2 separate regions of the Mus musculus genome follow, and region 1 is linked to region 2. The links are chromatin contacts, called in public Hi-C maps. All regions are on one chromosome and are shown on one strand. The core of a region is the stretch at or near the end of the contact, and the rest is flanking DNA. Distances in the headings are between cores, read along the strand shown.

Region 1 (5,520 bases), core at 2,410-4,909, 220 kb before region 2:
TGACACAAGCTGGAATCATCAGAGAGATGGGGGTGGGGTGGGGCTCAGTTGAGAGAATGCCTCTATAAGATCCAGCTGTAGGGCATTTTAATTAGTATCTATGGAGGGAGGGCCAGACCACTGTGGGTGGAGCCATCCCTAGGCTGGTGGTCCTGGCTGTAAGAAAGCTGGCTGCACAGGCCCTGAGGAACAAGCCAGTAAGCAGCATCCCTCCACGGCCTCTGCTTCAGCTCCTGCCTCAGGTTCCTGCTCTGCTTGAGTTAACACCCTGACTTCCTTTGATGGCGATGACACAGAAACATAAGCTGAACAAACCCCTTTCTCCCCAGGCTTCCTTAGTCATGGTGTTTCGTCACAGCCATAGAAACTTACTAAGACAGCTGGGGTCTAAATCAGGAGGAAGAGAGCCAAGCATTCGTGATGTGGACTACAGTTCAAGCAACCTCCTCAAGCTCCGGCAGCCATGGCTGCCTCTTCACAATGGACGGCACTCTAACTGGCACTGGAACAAGTCTTCCTTTTCTTGAGTGGCTTTTGTCAGATATTTTGTCACAGCCATGGGAAAGTGACTGATAAGACAGCATGTTTACTGGGCCTCCTCACATCACCTGGCTGAGGCCAATGGACAACTGCTTGAGGCGTGCACTTCATCTGCCTATCCTGCAAGAGAGGACATCGAGCCTCCATTTGGCCCACATTGGCTGTCACCCCACAGCCCACAGCTGGGCAGGGTGGAACTAGGACTGGACCCTAGAGAAGGAACATTAGCAGAAGAAGCCTTGTAAGAACCTGGAACAACTGTGGCGCCTTGGAAATGCCTCAGTGCACATCCAGGGACCCGCAGAACAGCTTTTCCAGGCCCCACCCTGCCTCTGAACTTCTGCCTCCCAGGCTGCCTCATGGTCCATCAGATTTCCTCCCATAGGAGAGGCCCATGCCCTGTTCTGGTACCTAGCCGGTCAGGAGCAAAAAGGCATGTATGGGTGTCAACGTGGTCTGGTTCAGGCAGAGAGACAGCTCCATGGATACAGTGTTGCTGGTTCAGGCAGAGAGATGGCTCAGTGGATACAGTGTTGTTGCTGGTTCAGGTAGAGAGATGTCTCCGTGGATACAGTGTTGCTGGTTCAGGCAGAGAGATGGCTCCATAGATACAGTGTTGCTGGGCAGGTGTGAGGTTTGAAGTCTGGGTCCAGAACCCCTGTGAATGGGTGGGCTTGAAGACAAGCTGGCTGTAATTCTAGTGTTTGGAAAGAGGAAACGGAATCTTCAGAGTAAGCTGTTGGACTAGCCATATCAGTGGGCTACCGGTTCAACTGAGAGACCCTGCCTCAAAGAATAAGGTGATGGGTGACTGAGGAAGACAGCAGTCATCAACCTCAGGCTCCCACATGCCCACACAGAAACACACATACATATCATGCAAAAAGGGCCAAGTAGGGCTGACAAGATGGCCTTGCCAGTCAGAGTTCTAACAACCCCAGGCCCACATCGGCAGAGGGAGAGAGCCAAACTCCTCCCAGCTGTCCTCTGACCTCTCTGTGAGTGCTACAGGACACCCCCTCCCAAATAAATAAATCGACACATAATCTTTTATGTGGTCTTCATCTCTTCATCAGTGGCATGGTGCCACCAGGCGTGAGCGGTTCCAGGAGTCACACATCAGCTTTGCCTTTGCACGAGAACAGCAGTGTCTCCTTAAGCGTCAACTCAGCCCCACAGTCTGGTGGAAAATCCCAAATTCTGACAAGTGCCAGCTCCAGGCGACCCCAGGGAGAGGACGTCACGCCAAAGGTGATGAATCACAGAGACAGTCAGGATTAGTGGCCAGCAAGCTTAGCCACATATCCCAGCTCTAGTGTCCATTAGCTGTGTGACCCCAAGCGAGTCACTAAACCTCTCTGGGATCCGTTGAGGACGGTGACTGTAGTCACCACATACAGGAGCAATGGCAGCAAAACCATGGATGGGGAGGGACAAACAGCTGCTGTGAGCTCAGAAGGTGACCGCACCAGTGGCCACCACATACCAGCACAAGGGCCCTGCTTCCTTCTGTCAGGTGGACTGCAAAAAGCAAATTCCAGGTCCAACCTGTCAGCAGCTCAGGTGTGTCCAGAAGGGACCTTTGGACCATGCCTGCCCAAGCTTACCATCACCATTCCTGTACTTCGGGGGCCTCACTCCCAGACACATCTACTTCTGCCCAGGACCCCCACACCACACCCACCCACCTCTGATCTCCCACCAGACATAGGATCTCCCCACAGTCCTCACTCCTTACTGCTCAGGTCCAGGACACCTGCAGAGACCAAAGGCAAAGACAGCTTGTCTGGAGCCTGGAAGCCCCTTGCAATGGCTGTCGACCCTCTTAAGAGCAAAGGCAGCTTTGTCTATAAAATGTGAGTGTAATACCAGTCACAGCCTCTAGAGGGTGTTCCTGCAAGTATTAAATGAGCTAAAGCGGAGAATCCGGGTACAGAAAGGATCTAGGGTCAGCTGTGAGTATCAGAATGACCACTCATTCATCTGCTAAATGTTAAAATGGGGACTTACATAGAGGAGCCATTCCACCAGGCTTCCTGGGAAGCACAGAGAAGAGGAGCTGTGTGCAAGGAGTGCAAGCACCCAGAAGTGATCACTCGTCTCCCTACCTTCTCCACCTCTCCCGTTGGAAAATTGGGGGGTCCAGGGGCTAATCCAGGACCAGCTCTTTGTGGTGGTTTGAATAGGACCCCCCCCCCCCCCGCAAAGGCTCATATATTTGAACACTTGCTTATCAAGGAGTGCCGATACGTGACAGAGATTAGGAGGTCCACCCTGGTTGGAGGGAGTCTGTCACTGTGGATACAGCCTTGGGATTTCAGATGCAGAGCTCTCAGCTCCCTCTACAGCACCATGCCTGCCTGTGTGCCACCACGCTAATAGATAATAGACTAAGCCTCTGAAACTCTAAGCCAGCCCCAATAAAATGTTTTCTTTTATAGGAGTTGTGTGGTTAAGGTTTCCCTCAGCAATAGAGCACTAAGACCTCCTCTATCCCAGGATTGTTCCAGAAGTCACCACCACTCCCACTCTTCCTGATTTTCCAGAGGCAGGGGGGCGGGGGGAGGGAGTGGATTTCAGGACTCAGGAATGGTTTGACCCCTGAGATCTGCAGAAGTGAGTGGCTAGCCTGGGGTCTCACCAGGGGAAAGGACACAATTTCTGAGACAGAAGATGAAACAGACCATGAGCCCTGGTCCCTGACCGAAGGGTCCCTACAAAGTCCTTCCTGGACACCTCCTGGTAGACTCCAAGTGGATACCCTGGCCAGTCCACAGCCACTAGATCCTAAGTCTCTCGGCAAAGCAGAGATGTCCCCCACGGGATCCTTTGTCCTGGAAACATCCATCCTCTGGACTTTAAAGGAGGCAGAGGATACCCTGGGGAAGGAGGAGAAAGGGAGACGGGGAAGGGAGGAGACAAAACAATGACCTGAAACTTCGTCCCACGCAGGTACAGTTGTTGTTTGTTTGTTTGTCTGTTTGTTTTTATTTAATCGTCTTGGCAAAGGAGAATTTACATGCAAATACTTAGAAGAGACATCGGATCGTTAAATCCACCCAAAGGCACACACAATCTTTTGGAGATGATCTAAATCAGACTGGTGACAGAGACCCGAGACGGCGTAGTCAAGACACGCGTGCATTTCTCTTCCTAGACAAACTCAGTCTTGGGCTTGTGTGGCGACGGGGATGGGGACGAGATCCCAGAAACGCTCGTTTTGTTTTTTGTTTTTTTGGAGTCTGGCCCAACGGACTCAAAGAGGGTGAAGCAAGTTTCTTTGCTCTCACTCCATTGGTTAGAACTGAACCACATGGCCGCCCTTGCCCAAGGGAGGCTGGGAAATGTAGTCCTTTGCTCCACACCCCGCCCTGATGAAAGGAAGTGCAGGAGGCAACAACTTTCCAAGAGCTCAGTTTCCCAAACTCAGAGGATTTTGATGCTCTTTCTATGCCCACCACTATGGCCAGAAGATAGCCAAGAGGACAAGGTGGATGGATGTCAGGCAGGGTGGGAGAGGGCAGACCGGCTGCTGAGGAGGGCAGGGAGGCAGTGACCACTGCAGGGATCCTCCTTTGAATCTATACCACCATCCCCACCTCCCGCTCCTCTCTGCCCGGTCCTGTTCACCCCAAGTGGTGCCCTGGGTATTTTGTTATGGTTCGACTGTGAGGTGTCCCCTGCAAACCAGTACATTAAACACTGGTATTGGTCCCTGCCTAGTGGTTCTGTTTTGGAGTTTTGTAGAACTTTTGGCCTGTAGACAGCTTAGCTGGCAGACGTGCCCTGGACCTTAGAGATTACTAATCCCCTTCTGGTTTGGAGGTAGTTCTCTGCTCCCTGGTTTGAGTAAGCCTGAGGAGGACCTGCCTGCACTCCCACCACCATATCTTCCCAGCCATGGTAGACTAAAATCTCACCACGAGTGTAAATAAAAATTTCTCCACTATGATGTTTCTGCCCTGTATATTGGAGTGAGGAAGGGGGAGGTGGAAGACTCCCACTGGGAAGGAAACCAGCTGAGCTACCATAGAGAGCTCACTCCCCTGGGAGGAGGGAGAATTCCTAGGTGAAACCAGCACAGTAAGTCACCCACTAAGGTCAAGGCCTGCCTGTCCAGGGCGATGTGAGGCAGGATGGATGTGCCAGCCAGTGCTCTCAGCCCTCAGAGCCCCTAAGCTGTCCCTCCAGATCTGCCAGCAGGCAGCCTCCACAGCAAGCATACCCATGTGCCTGCCCGGCTTCCCTTGCACCCTGCACAGCTATGCCTGTTACATGGGGCTGGGGATTTGAACTCAGGTCCTCATGCGTTCAGAGGAGGCATCCCACTACTGATGCATCTCTCAGCCCCATCGATTTTCGACGCTTCCATGGATGCAATATGGTTGGGCTCTGTAAGTGGCCTCCAGCTTCCACCTAGGGACAGTTCCTGAGGACTGAGACCCTCCTCGGTAACAGGCTCTCTTGAACAGAGACCATCAGTCACAAGCTCTTACTAAATCCTGCTCCACAGCTTGCTCATCAGCACAAGACAGGGGAGATATGATTGGAGACAGCCCACCACAACCCCTGCCGCCGCCACCAAGGGTCTCTGAGAAACGCAGGTCTCAGCCAAATCCCAAGAAAACTGCATTCCCAGTAAGATGCCAGGTTACGCTGACACGGCTGGGGGACCACACTTTGAGAAGCTTTGACCAGGTGACATCCCATAGGGTGTCTTGTTGGGCTGTCAGGAGGAGTGCAGCTTCCTCTGGCCCATCCCCAGCTGCTGAGAACCTAACTGGTTTGAGACTATGGGGAGAAGGTACAGCTGGAGGGGAGGTGGGTGGAGACTAGCCCTGTTGGGAGGAGGAGATACAAGGTTCTGACCTCTGACTTTCAGACCAACAGGCCTCAGGCGAATGTATGTATGTATCCACCCATATACAGCAGTGTGGCCCCTAGGTGACCCCAGCAGATGGGGTATGCAGGAGGGGGTGC
Region 2 (6,387 bases), core at 537-3,036:
TTTCCTTTGTGTGTGTGTGGGGGGGGGCATGGTTGGGGGAGACAAAGTTTCACTCTGTAGTCCTGGAACTCATTTTGTGGCCTCCAACTGAGATCCGCCTGCTAGGACACAAGGTGCGCGCCATTGCCACCTGGGCGACCTTCTCTCTGGTCTAATCCTGAGGGCTTTTTGTTACATGACTCAATTTGAGGAAATACTGAAAAGTTAAATTATTGCCAGGTGTGGTGACTCTCAGCTTTAGTCCCAGCACTCGGGAGGCAGAGGCAGGTGGAGCTCCATGACTGTGAGGCCAGGCTTGTCTACCAATTCCAGACCAACCACAAAACAAAACAAAACAAAAAGGTTAAATTAGACTAGAATTCTCAATATAAATTCCAAAGAGCAGACCGGTTTCTGTGAGACTGTGCCTCCCATTTTTCTATGGTAAGATGACTTCTAAAAGTATGGTGGTGGGGGGGAACATCACAGCTGTAACACCAGCACTCAGGGTGATCGTTCACGCCCAGTGTGGGCAACACAGCAAATTCCAGGCCAGCCTAGGAGACAGAGAAAGACTCTCAGATCACCCCTCCCGGAAGTAAGGGCAATAAAAGCATAAAAGTTTTAAGAGTTTGAAGGTAGTTGCGTTGAAGCCATAACACAGATGTCTCCATTTTGAAGTTGGACAGGAGGTGGGCCTGAGTCTTTATGAAGGGAGAATTATAAGCAGTATGGACAGAGGAGTGGAAGCTGGGGTGTGGTTGATTTAGGTCCTGGGCATGGAATTAGAATCTCTCACTTTTTCCCACGAAGCTAAGTCCAGCATTTTACATTTGTCTTTGTATTTAGATATTCATGGGGGGGGGATTAGCTCACCAGTCGAGGTCAAAGGACAGCTTTCAGGAGTTGGGTTTCTCTTTCCACCATGTGGGCTCTGGAGATTGTCAGACTTGGCCGCAAGCACCTTTACCCTCTGAGCAATCTTGCTCACCCCTGATTTCAGGCTTTAGTTTTGATTCCTTTTGTGTGTGTGTGTGTGTGTGTGTGTGTGTGAGAGAGAGAGAGAGAGAGAGAGAGAGAGAGAGACAGGGTCTCACTCTGTAGCCCTGGCTCGGAACTCACTGTGAAGCCTGTGCTGGTTTGCCTTTTCATTGCCTTGGTAAATACCATAACCAAAATACCATAACCAAAAGCAACGTGAGGAGGAAAAGAGGAATTGCATCTTGTTACTTACAATCCGTGATGAAGGAAAGTAAGGACGAGAACTCGGAGGCCGCGGAGGGGTGCTGCTTACTGGGTGCTCCCCGTGGCTTGCTCAGCCTGCTTCCTTATACTACCATGACCACCTTCCCAGGGCTGGCACCGCCCACAGTGAGCTATGTCCTCCCATAGAAAACATCAGTTAAGGAAATGTGTCAGAGATAGGATGCTGTACATGCTGTTAATCCCAGCACTCAGGAGGCAGAGGCAGGTGGATCTCTGAGTTGAAGGCCAGCCTGGTCTGTAGAACAAGTTCCAGGACAGCCAGGGCTATACAGAGAAACCCTGTCTTGGGGGAAAAAAAAGTGGCCGGGCAGTGGTGGCGCACACCTTTAATCCCAGCATTTGGGAGGCAGAGGCAGGTGGATTTCTGAGTTCGAGGCCAGCCTGGTCTACAGAATGAGTTCCAGGACAGCAGGGCCATACAGAGAACCCTGTCTCGAAAAACCAAAAAACAAAAAAGTGTTGTGGGGCTGGAGCGATGACTCAGTGGTTAAGAGTGTGCTCTGCTTTGGCTGAGAACCAGAGTTTAGTTCCCCAGAACCCACAGCAAGCTCATGACTGCATGTAATTCCAGCTCTATGGGATCTGACGCTCTCGTCTGTCTTCCTCAGGTCCCTACAGAATACACACACATATACACGCACACACACTCACAATTAAAAATAAAATAGAATATTTTAGATGTCCATAGATCATGTGAGAGTGTGTGTATATGTGGTGTGTTTTAATGGTCTTAGATTATATGATAAACTGTTTTAAAGAGAAAAATTAAATTGAAGCCAAGAACCTCTGCCATTATTAAGCAAGAAGGTACTTTGCTCACACAATTGTCTGGTAATTATCTTAAGACCCTTGCCATGGGCAGCCTAGGACACAGCCACCCTAAGAACCCAGTTCTAGTGCTTGAAGCAGGGGCCAGGGGCGCAGATCTGCTGAGACTGGATACAGATGGGCGGCAGAGTGTTAAATTGCTTTACCATTTGAGGAAATAGTGTGTGTCTCCAGCTCGCCGCTCCTTCAGCTTTTGGACACATCTGGAATGACATGGTTGCGTGCTTCCTCTGCAGTCCCTGGGCAACTGAGTTGCATCTTTATTGAATGTGTAAGCATCTTTCTCGCTTGCCCCTAATTTTGTTTTGGATGAAAGTGTCTGACTAGTTCTCTGACGGAATCCTGCAGGACTCAGGAAGGCCATGGAAGGCAAGTTTTTTGGTTGTTTTTTTGTTTGTTTGTTTGTTTGTTTGTCCTGGAACTCACTTTGTAGACCAGGCTGGCCTCAAACTGAGAAATCCGCCTGCCTCTTCCTCCCGGGAAGGCAAGTTTCTTTCTTTCTTTTTTTTTTTTTAAAGATTTATTTATTATATGTAAGTACACTGTAGCTGTCCTCAGATCTTCCAGAAGAAGGCATCAGATTTCTTTACGGGTGGTTGTGAGCCACCATGTGGTTGCTGGGATTTGAACTCGGGACCTTCGGAAAAGCAGTTGATGCTCTTAACCACTGAGCCATCTCGCCAGCCCCCAGCAAGTTTCTTAAAGACAGCAATGGTGTGGTCCTGTCAGTACCTGGGACACCCATAGCCTGGCAGCAATCTAGAAAACAATAAAAAAAAAAAAAAAAGAAAGAAAGAAAGATCAAAAGAGGAACTAGGAACTAGTTGGTACAAATGCAGGAAATATATTTTGCAACTGCAGCTTCATCTTGGAACCTAGAAGAATTTAAAAACACTTTCTTTGCTTTTGGGGGTGGGGGTTAGGAGGAGGTTGAGACAGGGTTTCTCTGTTGTAACCCTGGATGTCTTAGAACTTGCAATGTAGACCAGGCTGACCTCAAACTCAGAGAGCCACCCGTCTCTGCCTCCTGAATGCTGGGATTAAAGGCATGTGCCACCACCACCACTACCCAGCAATGATTTATTTATCTTTAGGTACATTTATATTTAGGTACATTAGTGTTTTGCATTCATGTGTGTCTGTGAGAGGGTATCAGATCCCCTGGAACTGAAGTTACAGACAATGCCATGTATGTCATGGGAATTGAAACTTGGTCATTTGGAAAAGCAACCAGTGGTTTTTTGTTTTTTTGGCTTTGTTTTGTTTTTTAAGATCTTATTTACTATTATACATAAGTACACTGTAGCTGTTTTCAGAAGTGCCAGAAGAGAGCGTCAGGTGTGGTTGTGAGCCACCATGTGGTTGCTGGGATTTGAACTCAGGACCTTAGGAAGAGCAGTCAGTGTTCTTACCTGCTGAGCCTTCTCTCTAGCCCAATACTTGTCTTTCTTGAGACAGGGTATCACTCTTTAGACCAGGCTGCCCTCAAACCCACAGATCGGTTTTCCTCTGCCTACCAAGTTCCTGAGACACACCAAGCTAAAATACTTTTCATTTAAACCAAGAGAAATTTGTAGAAAACTAAAAGGAAAATCGTAGATATTGGTCTTTTATAAGTGGGTCCCTAAAAGATACTTTGTTATTCTGTGTTTGTTTCTGGGCTATAATCAGGGGTCAGAGCTGTGGAGACTGCATTTCCTTCTAAAAGCAAAGCTGCAGCTTTTGAGTTAATTTGCAAAAATATCCAGTGAACCCCAAACATTTTAGCTCCTGCAGGGGCAGGAAGCCGTCCACGGCTCAGAGAGTGTATCCCTGCCTTACTAATGGGAAGAGCGGAGGCAATTTACTTTATCTCTGAGGTTTCCTTCTTAAGGAATAGGATTATACACCTCGGGGGCTGTCTGAGGTCTCCGTGGCCTGTGATGAATGCTAAGTGGGGTGGCCTAGCCCTCTCCTACAGGACCACATGTGTGTGCCACGGATCTCACACAAAGGTCAGAGGACAGCTTTTGGGAGACAGTACTCTCCACTGTGAATTTTTCAGACCAAACTCAGGCCATCAAGCATACAAGTGTTTTACCCACTGAACCATTTCGCCAACCGACATTAGGTTTTTGAGAGCACAGTTTGCTAAGTAGCCCAGGCTAACCTCCAGCTCACAGTCCTCATGCTTCAGGCTCACAAATGTTGGGATCCAAGGCACGTGGCCACTACACATGGCTTTAATGCTCTGCTAATCAAGTGAATATAGGTGGCCTCAAGGAGTTGCAAGCATCTAGACGTTCAGAAGAGCACTCATTGGGCAAGTACTGCTTCGCACTAGTTAGGTCATAATAGATGCCTTCATGAGGACTCCGACTAAGAGAAGACACACAAAGAGTGTCGGATATGGATGGCGAACATTCCGTGAAAAGCAAGTGGCCTGTTAGTGTCATCATCACTGTGACCAAAGGCCTGGCAGAAACAGCTAGAGGGAGGAAAGGCTTTGCTCAAGGTTCTAGAAGTTTCTTTCTGTCCTAGCAGAATAAGCATGGTATAGAGGAGCAGCTCCCATCACAGAAACCAGCAAAAAGAGACCCAGACAGAGGGCAGGACAAGAGCTCTTCAGAAACAGGGACCTGCTTCCTCTAGCCACGCCTCACCTGAGACGGCCCATCCTCTCCCAGTGGTCTGCTCAAATGCTAACTCAATGGAAGGCTTAGTCCATTGGCTGTGCCAGAACCCTCATCTCCCTCTGTGGACAAGCCCTTGAGACTCACCCAGAAGTGCCTCACCTCATGGGTAGTTCTCAGTCCAATCAAGTTTACATTCAAGACTGACGTGGCACGGTGGTGTGATACAGTCTGTCTATACTCCTAGTACTTGAGATGCTGGGGCAGTAGGATTGTGAGTTTGAGGCCAGTATGTGCTACATAGTGAGTTGGAGGTCAACAACGGTCACATAGTAAGATTCTTTCTCAAAAAAACAAAAACAAAAATACCCACAATTTTGAAAGAGAGAGAAAGAGAAGATGATGGACTGTTGAGATGGCTCAGCAGGTAAAGGCATTAGCCACCAATCCTGTTGACCCGGGTTTAGTCTTAGGGACTCAACTCTCTCGCACACGTTGTCCACTGACCCCCATGTGTGCACTATGACACACACACATAACTTATATAGGAATAGACTCAAACAGGAAGGAGGGGAGGAATTGAAAAGGTGGCTTAGAGGCAGAGTGGCTGGGCCATGGAGAACTCTTGCACTACAGAAGGCCCACTGCACATGTGGCCTTGCAAGAGAGGATGGGGGACCCTGAAGCGTCTCAGAAGCTGGATGTAGGGTGATTGTGACCTTCTGGGATGCTCTGAAGCCCCTTCCTCAAAAAGCGTGCACTGAAAATGCATTAGTCTGAGCCTTCCCCATCATCATCATCCCACAGCCATACAAATGGAAAAGAATGGAGCTGAGAATGTGTTAAACGTCAGGTAGCCTACATGGGCATTGCCAGTATTGGGGGTTGGGACGGGAGTGGGGGGGGATTCTGTGCTACGTGGTCATGGGTCATGGTTCTTGCCAGGTGGCTCTACCACTGTGCTGCACTGAATAAACTCCTTGCTGTCAGCCAAGGCTCTTGATATGAGAGAAGCAGAAGAGAGTAAGTGAGCGGGCTACTAAAACCAACAAGTGGGAATCAGTACAAGGTGTGAAGATCCAAAACACAGAGGTGTAAACTAGCCTGGACCAGGCAGCCTAGGTTCCTTCTAAAGGAACAGCTATTACTCACCACCTACCCACCATGATGTTGATGCGATAGTTTGGCTAGGTATTAAATTCCAGGCTGACTTTTTTTTTTTTTTTTTTGGAAAGACAAGGTTTCTCTGTATATAGCCCTGGCTGTCCTGGAGCTCACTCTGTAGACCAGGCTGGCCTCCAACTCAGAAAGCTGACTTTTTTCTTCTCTCAACAGTTTGAAGCAATCATTCCCTTGTCAACCACCTCATACTTTGTTAGGAACTTGTCATCTACCTAGCATTTACCTACCTACCGTGTCATTTAGCTTTAGCATTCCTCTGAGAGAGCTGGCTTTATTCTCTGTCGGCTGAGACCCCATGTTTGTCTTTGATGTTCTATGGCATGGTTATTGCATTTCAAAACTCATAGTTTTTTATTTTAATTTTCTCTTCTTAGGCGTCCTTGAGTATCTAAGTGTTTTATAAATGAAAGGAAACTTTAGGCATTAAAGCTTCAAAAATTGCTAGGTGTGGTGGCATATACCTTTGATCCCAGTCACAGAGGTAGGGGGAGGCGGAGGCAGGTGGACCTCTCTGAGTTTA

What was found. Hi-C and Micro-C count contacts between places; a contact is called where the count stands out from the background.
Region 1: a Hi-C map of pro-B cells shows a contact between it and region 2, with 3 times the contacts expected there. The contact joins two enhancer-like sites. A contact is called at or near these places in 1 of 15 datasets of contacts at CTCF or cohesin (the NIH/3T3 cell line), 2 of 484 Hi-C or Micro-C datasets (Th1 cells and pro-B cells) and 3 of 115 datasets of contacts at active chromatin or transcription factors (CD8 T cells, embryonic stem cells and memory CD8 T cells).

The regions. Positions count from the first base shown.
Region 1 is chr2:31,296,385-31,301,904 of GRCm38.p6, reverse strand. No RefSeq gene overlaps it. Among named protein-coding and RNA genes, the nearest start is that of Hmcn2, 15 kb to the left of the region's middle. Within about 2 kb of position 3,659, at least 129 of the 459 cell types and tissues checked have an H3K27ac peak or open chromatin away from gene starts, as enhancers often do. A contact at or near this core is called in pro-B cells, where this site is marked.
Region 2 is chr2:31,071,905-31,078,291 of GRCm38.p6, reverse strand. The region is part of intron 6 of Fnbp1 (formin binding protein 1); the gene reads left to right. Among named protein-coding and RNA genes, the nearest start is that of Fnbp1, 67 kb to the left of the region's middle. Within about 2 kb of position 1,786, at least 86 of the 459 cell types and tissues checked have an H3K27ac peak or open chromatin away from gene starts, as enhancers often do. A contact at or near this core is called in pro-B cells, where this site is marked.